Regions from separate parts of the Sus scrofa genome. Here all the other regions are linked to region 1. Evidence: chromatin contacts called from public Hi-C and HiChIP or PLAC-seq data. All regions are on one chromosome and are shown on one strand. Each heading gives the region's core, a stretch centred on a gene start, on an enhancer-like site or on the middle of the called end of the contact. The rest is flanking DNA. Distances are from core to core; before and after follow the strand shown.

The links. Hi-C and Micro-C count contacts between places; a contact is called where the count stands out from the background. HiChIP or PLAC-seq counts read pairs in DNA pulled down with a chosen protein or histone mark.
Region 2: a contact with region 1 is called in an H3K27ac HiChIP or PLAC-seq map of alveolar macrophages. The contact joins the promoter of CSRNP1 here to the promoter of SLC25A38 in region 1. A contact is called at or near these places in 1 of 5 promoter capture datasets (liver) and 1 of 2 datasets of contacts at active chromatin or transcription factors (alveolar macrophages).
Region 3: a contact with region 1 is called in a Hi-C map of embryonic fibroblasts, with 5 times the contacts expected there. The contact joins the enhancer-like site here to the promoter of SLC25A38 in region 1. A contact is called at or near these places in 1 of 5 promoter capture datasets (liver), 23 of 47 Hi-C or Micro-C datasets (adipose tissue, alveolar macrophages, blood and 13 more) and 1 of 2 datasets of contacts at active chromatin or transcription factors (alveolar macrophages).

Annotation. Positions count from the first base shown.
Region 1 is chr13:24,029,267-24,031,892 of Sscrofa11.1, forward strand. It overlaps SLC25A38 (solute carrier family 25 member 38), which reads left to right and starts at 1,305. Exons shown (of 7, transcript XM_003358375.2): 1 at 1,305-1,782. The coding sequence starts at 1,714.
Region 2 is chr13:23,843,877-23,846,502 of Sscrofa11.1, forward strand. CSRNP1 (cysteine/serine-rich nuclear protein 1) reads right to left here and starts at 1,322. Exons shown (of 5, transcript XM_003132123.4): 1 at 1,113-1,322. LOC106505568 (a long non-coding RNA gene) reads left to right here. Exons shown (of 3, transcript XR_002338214.1): 1 at 1-224.
Region 3 is chr13:23,893,137-23,895,762 of Sscrofa11.1, forward strand. No RefSeq gene overlaps it. Among named protein-coding and RNA genes, the nearest start is that of XIRP1, 18 kb to the left of the region's middle. Within about 2 kb of position 1,290, at least 4 of the 83 cell types and tissues checked have an H3K27ac peak or open chromatin away from gene starts, as enhancers often do. A contact at or near this core is called in embryonic fibroblasts, where this site is marked.

The DNA of each region.
Region 1 (2,626 bases), core at 55-2,554:
GTATAATCCTAAGTGTTCTAGTAGCCACACTAAAAAAGCAAGAGGTAAAACTAATTTTGAAAATTATTTCACCTCATTCAATACACCCAAAATGTCGTTTTGAGGTGGAATAATAACTCAGGTAGTCAGTATAGGAGTATGGGCTTCGATGCATTCTTTGATATGGCTATCGATTAACATTTACGGTTTAAGGGCTCCAGGGAGTAACATCCCCACAGACCTTGTTTACTACAGGGAGTGTACCTATGCCCAGATGGACATTAATCTCTAACCCCAAGTGACTCAGTCTATGGGAAGAGAAGGGCAAAGAAACCTTGAGCGTTATGGGACATTTCCACCCCTAAAACCCCTATTGGACAAGGACTGATATAAGTAATTGGGCAAGGCCAATGAGAGAAAACTGCATCTTTCTGGAACCCATGTTGGTAACCCCTATCTTTAAGGGATAAAAAACCCTATAGGACAATAGGAAGGGGGGACTCCTTCTCCCTCCCAGCTGTCCTGGGAGTTGTTTGCTTTCCTGTAATAAAGACTTGGCTGGCTTGCTACCTGTGTGTTAGTGAGGTTCATTCTTCCCCTCCCTTGAATAAGAACCTGGATTCAGGTAACATCTTTCCAGTATCAGTTTCATTATGTAATAATGTAAAGATTACTCAGGAGATTATTTTATCTTATTGCCATGTTTTATTTATTTACTTATTTTTGTCTTTTTGCCATTTCTTGGGCCGCTCCCACGGCATATGGAGGTTCCCAGGCTAGGGGTCGAATTGGAGCTGTAGACACCTTCGCCAGAGCCACAGCAAAGGGGGATCCGAGCCTCGTCTGTGACCTACACCACAGCTCATGCAACGCCAGATCCTTAACCCACTGAGCAAGGCCAGGGATCGAACCCACAATCTCGTGGTTCTTAGTCGGATTCGTTAACCACTGCACCACAATGGGAACTCCTCGCCATGTTTTAAAAAATCTCTTCAGCACATTTCTGAGGTGAAGTTTTCAGCGTTTAAAGGGAAATGTGGATGTGCCAAAACAAAAAACTCCTGTTTAACCGGAAAATATTCCACATTGCTTCGGTTTTTTAAAAAAGTTAATTAAAATTAAATGAAATGTAAAATTCTGGTCTTCAGTCACACTAGCCATATTTCAAGTGTTATACAGCCATAGATGGCTACTGGCAACCCTATAGGTCACAGCAGGTCTCGACCGTAGCTGTTCTCCAACCGGGCCCTCAAAAGCATACGTCGGCGCAGATGACCGACCTAGTAAGCTCTGGGCACAAGAAAGCCACAAATCCTGCAGTTTCAGATCTCTCCACCAGGTGGCACTAAAGAGCACACCCTCGCCAGCGCGTGACGCGTTTCCAACCCCGGAAGCTAAATCCAGCTGTTCTATCCAGTTCCTCCCGCTTTCTCCACCTCCCGGTCGCACCCAGGCTAATATTCTCAAGTCATCAAGTCGGCAGCAGGGCATGATGGGCAGGACAGCAGGGCCGCAGAGTCTGCGAAGCGAGTGAAGAGAGGCGCCTGGAGCACACAAGGGCAGTGGGCTCGCAGGCCGGGACCCCTGACTGGCGCAGACTACAAAGAGGCCCCCGCAGTAGAACGCGTCGCCTGGCTACCGCCATCGAGTTGTCTTCTCCAGGACCTCCAGGGTCGGACCTGAGTTCCCACGGTCGGCAACCCGGGCCCAGTACACTCGCAGGCCTCCCCTCCAATGATCCAGAAGTCACGCCCGGCGCTGCTGCAGCCTCAGGATGTTGGAGACAGAGTGGAAACTCTTATGGTAAAGTGCGAGGAAGGGAAGGCAGGGGTTCCTGCATCGTCGGCTTGGGGAGGGAAATGTGGAAGGTTGCCGAGGCTCAGCAGCCCACGGTGAACCTTTTTTTTTTTTTTTTTTTTTTTGCGCCCCAGATACACGCATAACAGGTTGGGGACCTGGCAGCAGAAATGGAGTTTGACTAAGATTAAAAGAGGGAGGGAGAAGGAAAGAAGTTGCAGTCCAACCCTTGGGACAGGCAAGCAGAGGTCTCGATACTACATTGGGTAGAGATAGGCGGAATTGCTGGGGCCTTGGGAGGTATGAGGGGAATGTGCCCGTGTGGCCCGGAATGAGGTGCGAGTGCTACAGGAAGTTGCTTTGATTTGGAAGTCTAAAGTGACAGATGGGAGGACACCTGGGTAGATATTTGGACCATTGCAAGGCCTGGTAGTAGCGCTAAGCCTAGGAAGCGGTCGGTCCTCGAGGGAGGTGGGTTCGGACTGTACCGCTCCCACAAGCTGGACGAGAGGACCCTCTGGGTATCCCCCACTTCGCGGCTTGCCTGGAGCAGTTGCTGTTTGCTTGAGCCTCCAAGCCACGCCCCTCCCATGTCTGGATTGGCTGCCATGGTCGTGTCGCGGGGCTGCTATTGGTGGGGGCGGAGGCGGGGCTGGGCAGGCGGGGCTAGGAGGAAGGTCCCGCTGAGTTACTACTCGTGGTGAAACGAGGCTTAGTTGCCGCTTGGCCTTAGGCTGGGAGCGCTGGTCTGCAGCGGCGGCGGAAGCTTTCCTCTCTGAGGTCAAGGTTATGGTCCACCTGCGCTCAGGGCAGGGCTGGAGTGTGGTTTTTTGTTTTGTTTTGTTTTGTT
Region 2 (2,626 bases), core at 72-2,571, 190 kb before region 1:
TTAGCCTGAGGGCTCAGGAAGCCACTGAAAGGTTTTAAGTAGGGAGTGACATACCAGATTTGCATTTTAAAAAGATGGCTCCCGCTCAGGACTGGAGGGGGTGTGACCAGTTGGACCAGAGCTAGGTGAGAGATGACAGGCCAAAGGCTTAGGAGAAAGGGGGCAGGAACTTGGTGACCTCTGGAGCTGGGGACCAAAGAGGCCAGTGAAGTTGAGGATTTGGGGTAAGTGATGAGTTGCGCTCCAGAGGACTGTGAGGCATCGGAGTGGAGGTGTCGGGTGGGCAGTGGAGCCAGGCAGGGACCCTCTTGTGTCATGAGTGTGGGCTGTGCGTGACTGTGCCAGGGAGTAGGAGTGACTAAGTGTGTGCGACGGCTGCTGTGGTGTGGGCATCTTAACGGGGCCCCCGGGGAGGGTAAACTGAGGACCAGGAGGAAGTACGTGCTGGGGAGGGAGCCGTGAGTGGGAGAAGCCTACGTGTGCCCGCGGGTGGCCAGTGTAGCTGCGCCCGTGACTCACAGCGGTGGCCTCTGCGTGTGACGGTGACTGACAAACAGGTGAGCATACGACATAATCCCTCCCTCCCTCCAGGGGTCCGTGACTCACGGAGCCTCACTCCTCGCTCTTCTCTCCACTCCCTCCCTGACGGGCGCCGGGCACTCGCCGCAGCCCCGGCACCCGCCCCCGGGGGGAGCCCGAGGAGGAAGGCGACAAATGTCACCTGCTCCGGCCACGCGAGGAACTTCTGAAAAGTTCTCAGGCAACTGGGTCAAAAGGGAACTCACCCGGGACGCGCGCCCGCCGCCACCCCGCCACCCGCGCGCTATCCCGGCTCGGCTGCCACTCACCCCAGGCTCGGGGCACAGGGACTTCTTGGGGTCCCAGTGGCGGGGCGGGGGAGGGGAGGGGAGCGGAAAACCTGAGACTGTCGCCTCCCCGGCTCCCGGCCCGGACTTCCTCCGTGGCGCGCGGTCCGGGGCCAGGCTGTCTTCGTCCTGGCGCCCGAGCAAAGGTGGCTGGAGAAAACGGCAGGGGCCGGGGAGCAGCGCCCCCCGCACGGGACGCCCCCTTCCTAAAGTCTGTCCCACCGGTCTGAAGCCCCCGACACTGACCTGAGATCCGGATGCTCGCCAAGGGCAACGCTGAGACCTGCGTCCCGGCTGGGAACGCCCCCTACACGGCGACCCCGCGCTCGCTAGCTCGCTCAGCCGGCAGCGATCTGCCCAGCAGCCCCTCTCTCTCTGTGCGTCCGGCAGCAGCGGCGGCGGCGGGAGACTGGCTGCGCCCGGCCCCGCCCGCAACTCCGCCCTCCTCGTCAGTGGAAAACTCCGGGGCTCACGGCGCTGACGCATGCCGGGCCTCCCGCCCCGCCCCGCCCCGCCCCGCCCCGCCCCGCCCCGGAGGCACCGCCTCCTCCCCCTCCCGAGCCGGCGCAGCAGCCGCAGGCCTCCCTGCGGACTCTGACCTCGCGCCAGCGCCGCTGGCGCTCTCCACCCCCAGCCCCCTCCTTCGCCCCTCCGCCGCAATCCCGCGGGCTCTCCTCCGCACACACTTTTGGAGAATCCCCGAAGCTCCGGGCCGGCAGAGCAGGATCGTAAAGATCCCCACCTCTCTTCACGGCCCCAGTTCACAGATAGGTAGACTGAGGCCCAGAGCAATGCAGAGCGTACCTCAGGCCATCCGTGGGTGGCAGAGCCGAGGCCTCCTATACATCTTACCCCCACCTTGCCCGAGGCAGTTTACTATAATCCAATCAAATATTCCTTCCTCCCTACCCGCCCCCATCCGCCTGGAAAGTAACCTGGAGATGAACCAGAGGAGGGGAGTGGAGGTGGGGACGGGGCGGGGGGGGGGGGAGGGGGGGGAGAAGGTCATCCTTGGGCCTGACCTTCACCTCTGCGCACGGGCGAGAAACCCTGCAGAAGCCCAAAGCTAGGGATTCCTGGAACCAGTTTACCCCCACCCCACCGCCACCCCATCCCTCCCTTAAAAAAAAAAGAAAGAAAAAAAAAAAAAGGAAGAGAGAAGGGTAGTTTCTTCTGAGCCAGACCCTGGCCACTTAAATGGCCCACTGCCTGCTCTGCTCCCGCCAAGGCCTTTCCTGACTAAGGGCCAATTCCTCCAATGTTACTGCGCCTGGGAAAGTGTGTGCATGTCTCCGCGGCGAGTTCTGGCCCAGGAGCCCACCCTCCACCCATCTTCCCAACCCCTGGTCAGATCCGACCCACCACCACCCACCACGTCTCTTGAGCGTTTCCACCCTCACACCTTTGCAGCAGCCTTTCCTCTCACCTCGAATGCCTTCTTGTTCTCTCACTGCTTAGCAAAATCCCAACGCCCTTAAGGTCTCAACTTGCACTGCCTCCTCCAGGGAGACTTCGTGGGCTCCTGACCCTCCCCCTCCCAGTCTGGCTCCCGCTGCATTCTGGGTTCTTCTCTGACTGTCCTAGATGAGTGCTGTCTGTGACTAGTCCAGCCCTCAGGGTTGCTTTCTACCTAACTCCAGGTGAGCAGTGGGGGTGACCTGTTCTGCCTGGTTGGCATCTGGGGTACAGATGATGGAAAGATCTCCCTTAACGGCCACAGGTGTGTCTATAGAGGGGGTCAAGAGGGGGTCTGCCTGCCC
Region 3 (2,626 bases), core at 40-2,539, 140 kb before region 1:
CTGTTACGTGAAGAATGCTTTTGCACTTGTAGAAATTCAAAATGCACCTCACAGAGTTCCCATTGTGTGTGGTTCAGTTCAAACGAATCCAATTAGCATCCATGAGGATGCAAGTTAGATCCCTGGCCTTGCTCAGTAGATCGGGGATGTGGCGTTGCTGTGAGCTGTGGTGTATGTTACAGGCATGGCTCAGATCCTGTGTTGCTGTGGCTGTGGCTGGCAGCTGTAGATCCGATTTGACCCCTAGCCTGGGAACCTCCATATGCCGAGAGTGCGGCCCTAAAAAGCAAAAAACAAAAAAAACAAAAAAAAACCCAAAAAACAAAACTCCTCAATAGCATGAAGATTATTTTAAACCAATCTTTCATTTTTATTTATTTTATTTATATTTTTATTTATGCTTTTTATATTTATTTATATTATTTATTTATAATTTTTGCTAAAGCTGAAAACATCTGCATGTTTACACCAGCCACAGGAAAAAACCTTATCACAACTTCTTTTATAGATTTAAGCATGACCTCCTGGTAAATACAGTTGCTATAAATCTTCTCTCTGGCAGGTTTACGGCCAGAAAGGAGACTAAATACTATCACTGGGATGAGTAATTGCTTAAACAAACTTTATCTGAAACCGTCTTACCTTCCATTTATTCTTCCACAGAAGCCCTTTCTCTTGCCTCTCTCTCTCCTTGTTAAGTGGATTTATAAACCTTTATCTTTGGATGTCCAGGGAGCCAATTTATCTGAAGGCTCCCTCGTAAATAAACTTTGTCTTTTCTCCTGTTAATCTCTCTGCTGTTAGTTAATTCACAGGCCCCCAACCACTGCACCTAAGTTGGTAGGGGAAAATTTTTTTCCCCCCAACACATCCTTCTTTTGACATGGAGAGTACTGATGGCTAAGCTTTTCTATCTGGGACTGGAGTTTGTCTTCCCGCTCTGCTGATGTCACTGCACAGCAAAGCATTCACTCATTTTCTTCTCTCTCACACGTGTTAATTAGATTAAAGGAAGGGATGGGAGAAAAAGAAAACATATAGGAGAGGATGCTGCTAGCTTTATTACTTGTTTGTAGAAATCATGGTGTCTCCCGTTTAGTTACTGACAGTGAAGAGCTGATGTGTGCTCGGGAACAGCTGCATAAAAGAAAGTATTCCTTTAGAACCAAAGCAATAAGGGCCAGGAGAGTGGATGAATGATGCTTGTTTTCATTCGGTCTGGTCTAATTGTATTTCAGTGGAATGTAAAATGTTACTGGATGGCTGATTCCATAGTGATTGGACCAAAACAAACATCTTCTGTATTAGTCAGCTGGGCTGCTGTAATGAAACGCCATGGACCGGGTGGCTTAAACAACATGAATTTCTTTCTCATGGTTTTGGAGGCTGAAAGTCCAACTTCAAGGTATCTGCTGACTTGGTTCTTGTGTGAAAGCCACTTCTTAGCTTGTAGATGTCCTCCTTCTTGCCGTGTCTTTATGCTGGGGGAGAGAGCGAACTCCGGGGCTCCCTTCCTTTCTTAGTGGGACACTAATCCTATCAGTAGGGTCCCATCCTTGTGACTTCATCTAAACCTAATCACCCCAAAGGCCCTACCGCCATATACCATCACCTTTGGGGTTAGAGCTTCCACAAATGAATTTGGGGCAGGGGACACAAACATTAGTCTATATAACAGCTTCTCTACAAAGAAAGACTAACCAGTTAGAAAGTATTATAATGAATCCAATGCAAAATGTTCGTGTTGAAATGCGTCATATTTTTTTCCTTTCTGACTGTCCTCTGTGGCATCTTGTTAGCAAACATCAAACCCACCTCCTCGTTCCACCCTTGCCAGAAACTCAACCCACCCTCCCTGGGACTTAATGTTGAGTTCTCTGACAGGACAGTCAGGTGTAGAAAACATTCTGTGTTCCCATAGATAACTATGCACCATCTGCAACACACCCTTCTGGGTCTTTTCAAATTCTAGTCTAGTTCAGTTTTATCCCCCTTTGCAGTTCCACTCACCATTCCTGTACCATATAAATTTGTGCTGTTTTGAGTTTTCCTTGGAATCAGTTGTAACATCTGCCTAGTTTTCTTAAATCATATGTGTAAAGTGAATTCCTCAGCACATGCTCATCTTCACATCTGTCATGAGAGTCATGATTTCTCCTTTTCCTGAAAAGTAGCTTTCTTTTTTTTTTTTTTTTTTTTGTCTTTTTGCTATTTCTTAGGCCGCTCCCGCGGCATATGGAGGTTCCCAGGCTAGGGGTCGAATCGGAGCCGTAGCCACCCGCCTACGCCAGAGCCACAGCAATGCAGGATCCGAGCCGTGTCTGCAACCTACACCACAGCTCACAGCAACGCCAGATCGTTAACTCACTGAGCAAGGGCAGGGACCGAACCTGCAACCTCATGGTTCCTAGTCGGATTCGTTAACCACTGCGCCATGACGGGAACTCCTGAAAAGTAGCTTTCAACACAGGGAAGCCTTTGCTAGTAATAGTGGCAGGATGCAGCTTCCTGATGAGGGAAGGAAAGACACGGGCTGAATCTCTGAGCCCTTGTCTTGTCCATCTCACAACCACCCACCCTTCCAGATGCTCCAGCCTCCAAACATCGAGGTCGTTCTTAACTCTTC